2 separate regions of the Mus musculus genome follow, and region 2 is linked to region 1. The links are chromatin contacts, called in public Hi-C maps. All regions are on one chromosome and are shown on one strand. Each heading gives the region's core, a stretch centred on a gene start, on an enhancer-like site or on the middle of the called end of the contact. The rest is flanking DNA. Distances are from core to core; before and after follow the strand shown. Region 1 overlaps Cdk15 (cyclin-dependent kinase 15). Region 2 overlaps Gm973 (predicted gene 973).

Evidence for each region. A called contact is a pair of places that touch in the nucleus more often than the background predicts.
Region 2: a Hi-C map of cerebellar granule neurons shows a contact between it and region 1, with 2.7 times the contacts expected there. The contact joins two enhancer-like sites. A contact is called at or near these places in 14 of 484 Hi-C or Micro-C datasets (Th1 cells, bone marrow-derived macrophages, cerebellar granule neurons and 7 more), 15 of 115 datasets of contacts at active chromatin or transcription factors (T-cell acute lymphoblastic leukemia, craniofacial prominence, differentiating embryonic stem cells and 12 more) and 3 of 9 other capture datasets (adipose tissue, embryonic stem cells and pancreatic islet).

What each region holds. Positions count from the first base shown.
Region 1 is chr1:59,309,132-59,316,330 of GRCm38.p6, reverse strand. Cdk15 (cyclin-dependent kinase 15) reads right to left here. Exons shown (of 14, transcript NM_001033373.3): 10 at 5,472-5,535. Among named protein-coding and RNA genes, the nearest start is that of Gm51625, 56 kb to the left of the region's middle. Within about 2 kb of position 3,895, at least 14 of the 459 cell types and tissues checked have an H3K27ac peak or open chromatin away from gene starts, as enhancers often do. A contact at or near this core is called in cerebellar granule neurons and cerebellum, where this site is marked.
Region 2 is chr1:59,563,968-59,571,166 of GRCm38.p6, reverse strand. Gm973 (predicted gene 973) reads right to left here. Exons shown (of 19, transcript NM_001357842.1): 9 at 4,463-4,573. Among named protein-coding and RNA genes, the nearest start is that of Gm28411, 16 kb to the right of the region's middle. Within about 2 kb of position 4,091, at least 42 of the 459 cell types and tissues checked have an H3K27ac peak or open chromatin away from gene starts, as enhancers often do. A contact at or near this core is called in cerebellar granule neurons and cerebellum, where this site is marked.

The sequences.
Region 1 (7,199 bases), core at 2,646-5,145:
TCAGCAGTACCTTAATGCTAGGATTTGAGCTCACCCAGCGTGAGAGCTTTCAAAAACTGTGTTTAAGGAAGCAAACAGAGCCCGGCAGACCCTTTCAGGGGAGCAAACAGGGCTGGACCGAACAGTCAGTGACACATTAAAAACCACAACTGCGCTGTGATCATGTGGGCAGAAGAAAAAGTTCCTCTTTATCACAAGATCTTTGCATCTAATGAGACGGTGCCTGGACTGCCTCCAGAGAAGCAGGCCTCCGTATATGTTAACAGAGACACGTCTAAATATTTAGCTGATTCCCTGAAAAGCCCTATGTGATTTTGAAGCAAACAGGTCTCCAAGGTAAGACCTTGTCGTCTGTTGCCATTGAAAATCTAGACAAAAAGGGGACTTGGAAAAGAAAAATTAAATATATATATATATATATATATATATATATATATATATATATATATATATATATATATATATATATATATATATATCGTGATCAAAAGCATGAATGCTACCATTTCATTTTCTCTCAGAATGAACTATATTTTAATGCCCTTCAAGGGCTTAGGACAAACACCACAGCAGTTGTTACATTGTCTCAACTGAGTCTGTTTCTCTTCTCTGGTAGGCTTTCTGTCTGGATAGGGAAACCCGCACTGTGTGGGTGGGCATAGCCTCTGTTTAGTTGGCCTCAGAATGCCTGAGGTTCCAATGACTCTGAGTGCATTTTCTTGTGAATGGAGGGAGGAGGTACCAAGGCTGGGGGAACTTTGTAAAAACATCTAAAGGCTTCTGTTGCTCAAATTCACACTACTGTCTCTCGGTTAATAGACCTTAGCCAAGATGAACATCTGGTTTGTTCTAAGCCTCTGGGTTCTCCAGTGCCACAAACCCAGCCCAGATAGCCTTGTCAGTTGGGGCTTTAACCTCTTCAGACATTGGGGTAGAAGAATTCCCTTTAGGACTCTATCTTTGCTTGGGGCTGCTTAGGGAGAGTCACTAAAATCTCCCCCTCCCCCATGCAGGCCAGCAGCCTCAGTGCCGTCAGCTTGATTAATGTGTCTTGGCTAATTGTGTGAAAGATAGCAGCCCTTTAATGAGTGTGACCAGTGTATTGTTCAGCCAATCATAGACACCTCCGTTAGCATGTGAAAGGGGGGTGCCTTGCAGGAGGAGGCTAGGGAGTGCTGGAGGCTGAGTCAAAGGATGAGAGTTTGGGGTGGGGTGGGGGTGAAGAGCAACACCCACTCCTTTGAGGGGAAGTTACCGTGCTCTGCTAACCCTGCAAACCTCCTAGTCAAAGAGCTTTTTCTCCTCCCTCTTTTTTCAAGATCTGTTTTTTTCCCCCATGGCACAAGCAGGCAAGGCCCCGGCTACTCTGCAGATGGAGTTCACGTCGCAGGGTTTTTAATATTTCACTTTTATATTTCTGTTAGAGGATGATCCTGCTGAGAGTCTGGGAATCCAGGCTCGTCAGAACCCCCCCGCACTGACACTTGGATATACCGCTCTGAAAGCCATCCCAGGAGGAAAGATTAAACAACAACAAAAAAAGAGTCTATTTTTCAAAGCCTACTTCTCAATCTGCCCACATCAAAATAAGACAACTGGCCCTTTGAAGTGGAGGACAGACAGTTCTCAGCCAGCTTGCTTAAAGTGAGGAGTGGGGAAGGAGGAAGGAAGGAAAGAGGGAAGGAAGGGGAAAAGGGGCAGTCTTGTTCAAGATACATCCCTCTCTCCTTCCAGACTCACTCAGGTACAAGCAGCTACAATCAGCCACAGCCTAAAGCCCTGCTCACTAGAACTGGGAGAAAGCTAGTTCTTACTGGGGTCAGCACTGGGAGATTTTTAATGTCTCTACCAGAATCAGTATGGTTCCTTACCCAGGCAAGACTTACCCAGGCAAGGCCTAGCAATATCGGCCAATGGATGGAGGCTGTGCTGTTCACCCAAGTGCACAGCAGCCAAACATCTTTGATTGTGCTGGGTAGAGAGTGTAGCAGGACTTTAGCTCAGTAGTACACAGCACATGGATTTCTAAATGGCCAAATGACTGGAATGAATATTTCTTAAAAACAAAACAAAACAAAACAAAACAAAGTGACTGGCCAAGGAACACACACACACACACACACACAGAGTCACCAATAATCCTCAGAGAAATGAGCATCAGGACCAAGAGGCTAAGTCAAATGGCAGTTAGAGTAGACTCTGTCCACAAGACAAAAAGTAAGCTGGGTGTGGTGGGATATGCCACGTGGGAGGCTGAGGTAGAAGGGTCACTGTAATGTATGAGGCCAGCATGGGCTACAGAGTGAATTCCAGGCCAGCCTGAGCTATATAACAAGATTCTGTTATGTACCCCCAGATACAAATGATGGTGGTGGTGATGATGATGGTGGTGGTGGTGATGATGATGGTAAATGCCAGTAAGGATATGGAAAAAGTGGGGCTCTCACTATTCTCACTATTGCTAGGAATGTACGTGAGCACAGTTGCTATGGAAAGATTTATTAAATAAATCTTTATTTTAAAGAAAACCAGGAACAAACCCCCTAGGATCCTGTAGTCTCACTGCTGGGCAAATATCCAAGGGAGCTGAAGCCAGTGTGTTTCGTACACAGCTCTACTTGATGTCCACTGCAGCACTGCTTACACTAGCCAAAGCCTAATGGACTATGGTAGGCATCACTTGAAATAAAAATGGAAACCATGAATTGCTGTATACTCGTAACAGAATACTACATATTCATAAAAAGTAATGGGATTCTGTCATTTCTAGTAACATGGAGGAAACTGTTAACCGAACTAAGTTGAGCACAGGAAGACAAATCTCACATGCCCTCACTTCTCTGCAGAAGGTAAATGTTGACTTCAACGGAAGAAGAGATTAAGGCAGCCTTTAACCAGAGCCTGGGAATAGTGTGGGGGAGGGGAGGATGGAGAAGGGGCTGCTGATGGGAATAGGGGTAACTCATAATGTTCTAACGCTCCCTTCCTCTTCAGTGTCTCTTAAATCACTTCAGTTCAAGTCTGTGGAAAGTGTAAGCTGTAGTTCAGGAATGGGAGCAGATGGACATGCCCCAAGAGAGACCTGCTTACTCATAAGACTTGCTCTGGGACAGGAACCTTGATGATCCTTTAAAATATGGTCCTTTAGATCGAGTTATTAATATGGTACCAACCTCGAGCCCAAGATATGCCACAGTCTTAAGATTTAACAAAAGTGGGGTTAGAAACCCTGGCTGTGATTAAGGTTCCAAGTCTCTTCTCATGCTTAGCCTGACCCACAACCATAGGCTTCCCAAAGCCACAGAAACAGCCCTCACTAAGGAATACTGCAGTCACAGTGAGAATCGGGGAATGAATCCAAACCCATGCTCTGTGGACTCACGAACACAGCTCATCCATCCAGGGCCTGCACCAGTCTGCAGATAGAAAGTACTCAGAAACAGTCTCGCTTCTCTTCTTCTTAAACAGAAGGGAGCAACAGTGCAAAAGTATAAGCCCCGCTGATACTGGGACTGGAGAATTTTCTTTGTGAATAAAAAATTGCTCATTACTTTGACATGACAGCAAAATGAACAACATGGCATATTTCTCTGTTTCCACAGAGCCCAGTTACCTTCTTAGCATGGAATCTGGCAGGGAAATGTTTGGCAATGTTCCTAGCTTTGATGACCATCTGTCATGGGGATATCTCACTATTGCCTGGACCAACCTGCAACTCAAGTATTCGATATTTGGGGTAGCTGCCTATGTTTACCACAGCAAATTTGTATTCATATGCACCTAACTGGGTTTTGAGTCTACATTTCTGCTTGTAGCTATGTTAGGGAGTGGAGGAAGGTAAGTGGGCCCATTTTCAACCGGCAAAGAAGAGTGGATGGGAGGGATTACAGAATAGATGGGAAATGATGAGAACGGGATTCTCCTGGAAACCATGGCAACTAGAGCCAGGAGCTGCTGCAGGCTGGACAATGATCTCCATAAACAGCGTTTCTTTCTTATCTCCATCTTATACCAAAGGGAGAGACATTACTCTACACCTCAAGCATGTTAAACGCCTGGGGAAAAACAGCTAGAAACAGTAAGGCAGTTCTAAATGACCCTAAGGCAATTTAGCAAGGAATATGATCATTCTCGAAGAAGTTGAAAGGACTTTACAGTTAGTCTTTAGCTTTCCATAGAGCATAGCTCTTTCAGCAAATGGAACAGATGCAGGATACAGCCTCTCATCTCTCTCTCTCTCTCTCTCTCTCTCTCTCTCTCTCTCTCTCTCTCTCTCTCTCTCTCTCTCTCTTGGTCTTTTAGACCCAAGTCCTCATGCTTTAGCCTCTCAAGTGCTGTGATTACGGGTGGATATCACCACACCCAGATTTCTTGTTTTCCTCCTTAATCACTTTTGAAGTCTCCCTGCAATTTCTTGCTCTCATGAAACTCTTCAAAGAAAACCTCGTACCAAAATCTGAAATGACAATTGGGGATATCTGGGGATTTAGTAATGGGGTAATGAGGAAAGAGACTATATAGTCTAGCTCAGACCACTTTCCTCCACTCTGGGAGATCTCCATCCTGCCAGGGAAAGGTTATATCAGCAGGGCCTTTGCTCGCTTCACTGGTTCCCAGGGCTTCTGAGATGGCCTATCTTCATTCTCTGGCTCACTGGAAATCTCACTTCTGTCTCAATGCCTTGAAGTGACTTCTTGGTTTTCTGACCATCAGCCATGGCTTGGGGAACACTTTTCAAAGATTTCCCTGTGGACAATACTATTGTTTCATATCTATCTGTCCCCAGCAGCTACTCGTGGGGGGCAATATGTGACAGAAATGACCAGTTGTCAGGCAGAGAGACAATTCTCTAGTTGCATCTTTCCTGGCTTAGCCTAGGTCTGGTGTGCCTCTAGCTCCCTCTGTTGCTTTAGCTTTCCTTTTAGACAAGGCTCAAACATGTAGGAAATAAAGTCAGTGACCGGCATGGGCTCAAAAGTGAGAACAATTCCTTGCTCATGGGATTCAAGGCATGCTGTTCCTTTAAGCCGTGGGGTACTTGGAAATAGACGTAGGCTCCATGGTAACAGTCCTTTTTAATTATTTTCACCTTGTTACCTGGGTTTTATGGCATTGGAGAACTGATTTAACCTTAATTGTTATTTCAATTTCTTTTTAATAAAAGGATTAAGCTGGGCATGGTGGTACAAGCCTGAAATCCCAGCATTTGGGAAAGAGGTGGGTAGTTCTCTGTGAGTTCAAGGAAAGCTTGGGCTACAGAGCAAGTTCTAAGCTAGCTTAGTGAGACTTTGTTCTAAGTAAATGAAACAAAGAAACAAATTAATAAATAGAGAAAACAAAACAATAAAAACAGTCATTGGAAAATATAAAAATCTGGTAGTCTATCTTTGCTGGGTCTAATAACGGATGAACACTCTGTGTGGCCAACACTTTCCTGGCATTGCCAGCTCCTGGGATATGTAGAACTGTACCTGGATTGTAGTTAGGCAGTTTGGAGACTCCAGGCCAGGTATCCTCTGTAGGGACTCCCAGAACCTACACAGAGCCAGAGAAAGAGAAAGGTAAGAAGAAGCCAGCTGGATGGAGCAGGCACAGAGACACAGAATCCAGAGTAGGAAGGAATAAAGAATTTACTGATGCCACAGGGATCCAGCTGACATACAGGAGACATTTTTTTTTTTTTTTAGTACTAACATTTTTTCAGTTTATTGTGCAAAGCATTATATCCCCACAGTCCCGAGCCTGTGCTTCTACCAACTCAATCTGCACGACTGCCAAGTGATTAGGGTATGAAGCATGAGGAGCGACTGGTTGCTGTCTCTTGTTCCAGTCCTAGAAGCTTATGGGCAGGAAATGCCGCTGGTCTGAGTTATGGCTCAGCCCGGGCATCCAGCCGTTCCTGGATGTGCTCAAAGATAAAAGGATACAGATTACTGACTTTTAGGCAGCAGAACACTGGCTGAACATGATCCCGCTTCCATCTCTGCTTTTTCTGCTAAATTCATCTCATTTTCTTATTTTCTCCATATCCAGCAGCTTAGACTATAATTTGGTTTCCCACTGGCAGATTGTAATGGCAACATCATGTGAAATAGAACTGGTTTATGCTTTTATAGAACTGTGTGTACATGTGTATGTCACGACACTTGTATGGAAGGCAAAGGGCAATTCTGTGGAGTTGGCTTTCTCCTTTCATTTTTACGTGGCTTCCAGGGATCGAACTCAGGTCTCCAGGCCTGTGCAGCAAGCCTTTTCTCACCAAGGCATCTTGCTGGACCTGACCTATGCTTCAGATGTCCCAACTTAAGTTCTCGTTTTTAATGAAGATGTACTAGGAAAATAAAAGTTCCTCTGGAGTGTGAAGCTAAATGGAGTTTGGATGGAAGTATTACCGTGGTGCTCTGCAGACACCATCTTCCCACTCTTTGAGGGTGAGTGGGTGAGTACAAATCCCAGTTATTGGGGGGTGGGATGAGTAGCATGGCTTTTGTGACACGTCCTTGTAGTTTGTTTTTACATCACTACAGTGTAGCTCTTCTCTGGATATTATTTTTCTGTAAAACACTGAATAGAGACACTGGTTGAGCTTTTATAGCAGGAAGCTAATTGTCTGGCTGAGTATAACTAATTTAACTAATTAAACCCACTGGTGTGGTGACTAGGTCCCTGGTGGAGAGGTGTGCTTGTGGGGTCTATTGCGCTTGCCTTTGCACAATAGACACTGAAGCACTATTTTCCCTCCCATAATATGTTTTGAAATGTCATGCCAGGAAGTAAATGCTCTGAGCTTTGATCCATTCTCTAAACAAACTGAAAGAGTGAGTGAGAGGGCTCTGAGCTGTTCCTGTGAACCATCCCAAGCCTGAGGGGACACTGAGAACCTGGATTCCAGTTTGAAGGACCAACTAGCCTAATTCTTCTGTGGGGGAAGCCCAGAGGAGGCGAAGCTGATTCTTTCTCAGCCGGGCATCCGCTGCTTTTGTCCAGATGCCGTGTAAACAAGTGGGCGTAACTCATGGGTACCCATTCATCTTCTGTTGGTTGGCAAAGTTCAGCGGAAAGAAGGCAAAGCCGGGGAGGAGGAACCAACACAGGACTGAATGACAAACACATCCATAGTTTCTTGAAGGTGAAAGTTCCCAGACTTCTTGGTTACTTTGTACTATGCTTAACTGAGGCCGGATGGATACCAAGTTTTC
Region 2 (7,199 bases), core at 2,842-5,341, 250 kb before region 1:
AGGCTCGAAGAGTGAAATTGTTTGTCCATGATTGCCAAAGCCACAGGTGGTAAGAGGTGGTCGTAAAACTCAAGATTGTGGGCCTTTAGTTCAGGGCCCTTTGTCTTTCCTCATAGTTACTTACTGAAAGACATTCCTTACATTTCTAGGCATCATCTTTATGACAACAGATGCTAAGAGATAAGCTACTGAAAAAAAAAAAAAAACAACACACTTTGAGACACGCCCACCAACATGGAAAGCCCCCCCTCCCCCCAGCTCAACTCGGGTTCAACAGAGGAAATGAGTTATCTGTTATTACAACACAAATTATCCTCACACTAGTGAATTGAAGCCATAAAACTTTCTTATCTCTCACAAAATTGGGGTGGGAAGCTGGGAGTGACATGGATCTCAGATTCTGTAAGGGGCCGTTACTGTCAGGGAGAAGTTTGTAATCTAAAGGCCTAGCTGGGTGCTGGCTTTTGGGAGGGTGAGGCAGAAGGACCTTGTGAGTTCCAAACCAGCAGAATGACAGTGAGACCAAATCAAAGGAACAACAAAAGCCCCTCCTGCCTGGCGGTGGTGCACACCTTTAGTCCCAGCAGGTGGAGGCAGAGGCAGGTGGATCTCTGAGTTAGAGGCCAGCCTGGCCTACAGAATGAGTTCCAGGACAGCCAGGGCTACACAGAGAAACCCTGTCTTCAAAATCCAAAGCAACCAACAAACCAAACCAAAAAAGGTCCTTCTGCAAGATGTACTACAGATGTTGAAATTTGATCTCTGTTGTGCCAAAGAGCTAAAAGCTGGTGAGACCTTCAGAGGGCCTGTTTGGGCTTTGCCTTCAGAGAGTAATTGGGAGTACTGCTCCCCTAGGGTGGGCTAAGTTTTGAGGGGATGAGGGTATTCTACTCTCCTGGGACTGCAGCAGTTCTCTCGTAAGAGTGGGTTCTTAGAACTCAGGTTACTAACTTGCATCCCATCGTACTTTGCCTTTGTTTTAACGTCACTTCTCCACAGCACATGCTGCTGCTGCTGATTCTGCTGCTGCTGGGATTCCTCAGTCTCTAGAACCATGATCCAAAATAGGTCTCTACTCTTTACAAATCACTCATTATCACATCTTCTGTTATGGCAACAGACAGTGGGCTAAGACAGACCTTGTTTTATACATCTCACTTCTGTCCATATCAGTGTTGATTAGACATCAGACACCATGTCCTTCTGAGGCAAGATATGTCAAGTAATTTGTGCACATGTATTAAAACCCCCACCTCAGAAAGTGTTGCCGGGGTAAGGATGCTAATTAAATGACAAACTAAAACAGCAACAGTAAAACAGACAAAGGAGCAATGGAGAAAGATTTTGGGTTAAAGTCCGCTTAGGACAAGGTAAATGGTAATTAAGAACTCTGAAAGAGATTGGAAATTCAAATCTGTATGGAACCTGAAGTCCCAACCTCAATGCTTGGCACAGACATCTTTGAATATCTTTCAGCGTGAAGCTTGTGACTAGAAGAGCTCCTGAGAGGAAATATGTCCTGCTGGCACTGGGATGGGAATAGTTGAGGATTTGTATCAGGAATAAGCGATTCAGAGAGCGTAGCCAATGTTTGACTTTGGCCTTCCCAAACCAACTTTTCCCTTCGTAAGCCTTTGAATTCTGGGAGTGTTGCAATAGCCTGACATGAGCGAGAGGCTCAGATCCCAGCTCCAGTCTTCACATCCTTTCCCCTCTTCTTCTTCTAAAGGTTATATTCATCTTTCTCTGCTGCTTGAAAGCAAACTATCATGATCTAATTGCCTAAGAATTTATTTCCAAATAGTTGTTGACAGAGCCTTAAAGTTTCAGAAAGATCAGACAGATCATATTCCCTCTTTTACTTGAGATTTTTTTTTGTTTAATACTAAAAAAATCCCCCTAGCTATGCTCCCCAAAGAACTCTTCTGTGTGGCACCTGGGGTATCCAGTCAATCAACACGCATTTCTTGGACATACGATAAAGAGAAGGGGTTCCCTAGAATTCATATATTAGGGAGCCAAACTGAAAACAGATGCAGATAGATCCAAAATCACCAAGGTGGGGCTGAGAGAGAGGAAAGGGATGAGATTACATCTAGGCAGTTGTCCAGAAGGAGGTAAAGTTATTCAGCAAAATGTCCTAGAAAAGATGAACTTAGAGCTTGTCTAAATATGAAGAAGGAAAAAGGCCTGGAGAGAAAAGACTGGAAGCTGAATGTTTGGGCCGGACTGTGGGGTGGGAATCACTGGAGCTGGAATGTATGGGAGACGACTCTGGAAGGGGGTAGAAATGGCAGCCATGCACACTGAGCCTGGGATGTAACTTGGGGGTGAGCTGCTTGCCAAGTAATGTGGGAGGCCTGGGTTCCATTCCTAGCACCAAAATTAATATAAGTAAGTAAAATAAAATTTAAAGGTTGGGTCTGAGAGTCTGTTGTGGCAGAACAAGTCCTTTACAAAGGGGAAAGGGGCTTTGAATATACTCCCTGTCAGATCAAAAGATGAAACCCCCTAAGTCTACAAATGATTTTCAAAACAACACAACAACAAAAATACCCTTCAGGTGTTCTGAACTGATGGCTAAACAGTAAAAGTACTAGCTGCTCTTTCAGAGGACCTGGGCTCGAACTTGCCACCTTCTCATTGCTCACAAGTCTCTGAAGCTCCAGTAACAGAGGATATGATGCCCTCTTTTGTCCTCTTTGGACACTGCATGCTCATGGTGTATAGATATGAATGCAGGCAAAACAGACCCATACACATAAAATATAAATGAGTATAATTTCAAAAAATGTGCTTCAATCAATGGGGCCTGTTAGAAAGGTGGACCTGGTGTTTTGGATCATTGTGGGAAGATGTGAGTAAGATTTCCCTCACTTTCTAAGGCACCATTGAATCATTGAATCACGACTGAAGCTCAAGCAACTGTTCTGAAGGAAAGCAGGAGAGAGAGAGACTGCCTAGCTGACTCCTTCAGCACAGTGAATGCTTTTGAATTTGAGAAGCAACTGGAATTGCATGTGCCATCCTTGGGACTGGGAGAAGATGCGGGCAACTTTCCATTGATTTAGCCTAAGTTTTATTTCTCCCTCTCTCTTCCTCTCTCTCTCCCTCTCTCTCTCTCTCCAAAATTTGGAGAGGGGGGGTTTGCTGGGACTCAAACTCAGGACCTTGTATGTGCCAGGCACTCTACCCGAGTCCATTCCAGCCTCTGAACTCTTTTTCAGTGAGCACTTCTATGTGTTGGAACTGTGATGGGTGCTGGAGACCAGGAAGTGTCTGGGGCATTATATATATACAACAGACTTAACACTTAAATATTCCTGTTTCTGCATCGTCCAAAGAGAAACTACTTCAGGAACAGCACGGACAAATGTGTGGCAGGTGACCGTCCCATTTGCTTCCCTGCTGGCCCACCAGCTGTACCATAGAGTCCTCCCAACTGTCTCACTACTGCTCCAACAGATTCAGACCCAAGATATTTGAAAATCCATCTTCTGGTATAACCCAAATGGTGAGGGAAGCTCTTGGATGCTGGGTTCAGAAGCAAATGTATCTATCCTATTCCCCAGAAATCCCTATAGTGGGTAGAACTTACAGCGATAGATGCAGGCTGTAAAATTCAGTCAAGGGATGTCTCTCTCCCTCTCCCTCCCCCTCTTCCTCTCCCTCTCACACCCACTCTGTATTTCTTGTCATTTTGGGTGAGGAAACATGGACACAGGAAACATCATTAGTCCACACAGAGGACAAGCCAGGGCTATGGAAATCTGGCCCTGAATCCAGGCCCTCCTCATTAAGCCAGTTGTGACATAACCAATTCATGCAGCTTTTAATCTTCCCCATCAAGGGGCTTGCTGGCTGCACAGCTCGTGCGAGCCCATCCTCATGGGTTCTGGGTGGTTGATACTCATCACCCTCTGACTTTAGTTCTTTTTTCCTTTGTAAAATGGCTACTGTCCAGAGCCAGCAGCTCTTTTCCAAAAACGTTCCCGTGCCAGAAGGGGTTTTGGAAACTGCCTTGCCATCTGTCTATCAGGAGCCAGGTGACTCATAGCAGTGAACCAACTCACATAACAAGGATGCCTGATTGGATTGCCAATTAGCCACCTCCACCTCAGGAGCGTGGTTGGAAAGAAGAGAAAAGGCAGTGTTTGGTTTGGGCAAATACCAAAAGGGCTTTATCATCCTGATCAAGGCACCGGCCTGGCACACTAGAGCTCTTCCAAGCTATTCCTCTGCAACTCCTGTCTCCAGATGTTGCGGCAAGAGGGAACTTGTTCCTCAAACATAGGGTTATTGTGTCTAGACCACAGAGGAACCTCTGTGTCAGAGAGCGGGAAAACCTGGCTGTTTCATGTCTGGTTTTAATGATGTCTCTGCTGCTTCTGGGAACCTTTGGTAACTGAAGGTGAAGCCTCCCCCTTTGAAAAGGAGGCTGACCCAGATTGTGTCACCTCACCTTGTCCCAGTGGAAGCACCTCTGTTCCCATGAGCCTCGGGAGCGTCAGGCAGACGTTTTCACCATCTGGACTCAGCAAGAAGTGTTTCAATGTCAGATCTCTGGAGTCTTCTTGAAAATAAGCACAGGCATGGATGGCGTTAGCCCCAGTGCAGGTGAGGGAGGCAGAGCGAGCCTGGCTGCGTTCCTCTAAGCCCAAATGGGCACTGGAATGCATATTCTGGTGTGCTCTGTGCTTGCCAGAGTTTAGAAGGCTCTATTGTCCATGCCTTGTCCTCTGGGGGCCTTCCATGATCATACACCATACCCATGCAGGGTCTGGAGAAGGTGGCAGCTCTGGGCATTTAGAAGGTGGGGCTAAGCCAGTGGGGGTCCATCTCCAGTTAAGTGTAACCAAGTCCCTGGGTACAGGAGTTGGCGACTCCTGCCTTAGTTTTTTTTTCTCTGGGTCAACGCTTTTGTGAGGTATTCCATGTGTACAATCACAGTCTAGGACCAAACGCTGGGGCTGCACAGGAACTCCCAGGCTGCACAAGGAAGTTGTCTGTCCCTTGGTTACTTGCAAAAACTCAAGGTGTTTATGTAAACTCACTATGAAAGAAAAACAGGTTTTCCTTCTTCTGTCTCAGCACAGAACACGCCTGTGACCAGCTGTGTGGAGGGAGGTTCTCCTTTTGCCAAGACACACCAGTGGCCGACCACAGTGGGGCTTCCTGTGCCTCTGCGAGATGCTGACATTGCTAGCCGGAGTCCTCAGGTTAGAGGCTCAGATCCACAGGGCTGTCCCCATGGCAGCTGTGGACTGCAAGTCCCCACTTGTGGTCTGTGCTTCTGACCCACCAGTTACAAATTGGGCTCCCGAGAGTCCCACCTTGAGTCTGATACTTTCTCAGGACTTTCACAGAGCTTGCTCATAGACCCTTGGGTTTACTAATGTGATATAAGGAACACAGCCCAGCAGCCAGGTGACGAGACAGATGCACAGGATGGGCACTGGGACCCACAGAGCCCTCTCTGAGCACACTTGACATAATTAGCATAAACTCCATCAATATTAAAGAGGCTCCCCAGGAGTAAGAAGAGACACTTCTATCTGGAAATTCCATGGGAAAGCATGGGTGTTTTATCCATTGGTAGATGGGAGAGTCTGATCTTGAGCATGCTCAGTGAAGGAGGGCCAATCATCCTGAATGTGCTCAGCTTAAGGCCATTGAACCAAACCCTCCAGAGATACAAGTTGTGGGGCAGATGTTGAGATGGCTCAGCAGTTAAAAGCACCCACCACGAAGACTGGCAACCTGATTAGGCCCCAGATCCAAAGAGTGGAAGAAAAACAGTGATGCCCCAAGCTGTCTAACCAGCCACTCAAGGGCTCACAGGGCATGTGCACACACCACACACACCACACACACCACACACACACATGCACACACACAAAATGACAAATATTAAAAGCAAATTTTATCTTCCTGAAAGTTAATAGTGGAGATAGGCTGTGAACCTACAGTTCCTGTGGTTTGGCTGTGGGAGGTTTTTAAATGTCAAAATACCTGACTAGTTGAATAAGAACTTAATGTTTCTCAGCGACTATGTGCTATTTAGATTAGGCAAATCTAATGTCTTTAAGTTCTCAGAGATAGTATCAACACTTCGTACTCTGTACAAGACTTTGACTTGTATGTTGTCGGATGTGCCTCTTTTCAGAGGGATGATGCTTGGAAATGATCCGCTCTGTGTGTAAGTTATCAACTTTGATAATTTTACTCTTCTCCCCTCAGCAATTTTGGAAGGGATTGTTCACTATGTCTGCCATGGAAGGCACTGTCCAGCTGTGCATAGTGACTGTCACTGCCAAGGTTAAGTCTGAAGCAGGCAACTCCTAATCAGTTTAAGTCAACTTGGTAGCTCACATTACACTACTCTTCCATGTCCTGTTCAATGCAAGGGGGCAGTGGTGAGGCAGGCCTCCAGCTGGGGTAGATGCTGAGGGGCACAGACTCACTTACAAACAAATTACATAAAGGTACTTACACATGTGCATATATGTGCATACTCTCAAGAGACTAACACACACAGCCTTGTACACATAGGCATGCAAGCTTACATACCTGTCACATACAAACAATGAGCCATGTGCAGGGAAACATGCACTCTGTCACTGGCTTGAATTCATCTTACACATGTGCTAAGACATGCTTAGACACGCACAGGTATGTATTATGCACACAGCACTACTGTGTCCTTGCTCGGACAGATAAGCATACATATACCACTACAACTTTGAGATCCATAAGCATACATACACTCTCACTCTCTCGCGCGCACACACACACACACACACACACACACACACACACACACACACACACATACACACACACACACACACCAGTAATACACTCGAGACTTCCTGTCTCAGTCCACGCTGAGCCATTCCAGTCTAATCAAATTCTCCCTTTATGAGATGTCCCAAGACTGTGTGTGCATAGGTGTCAGGACTTGTCCAGGGTGGCCCTTGTTGAAGAAGGTGCACTAGTCAAACTTGGGTCCTTTGTATCATGCGTAGGGGGATGAAGCTGAGAGAAAAAGCTCCAAGGCATTGGGACAGAAAGAGGGAGAGTGGGAAGGAAGGGATTTGATTTTGACTACTGAGCTCTAAACAGAGAAGCTGCAAACATGGAACGGAATTATTGACTTAAATATTTAATTTATGCTTACAAGAATTCAGCCACACATG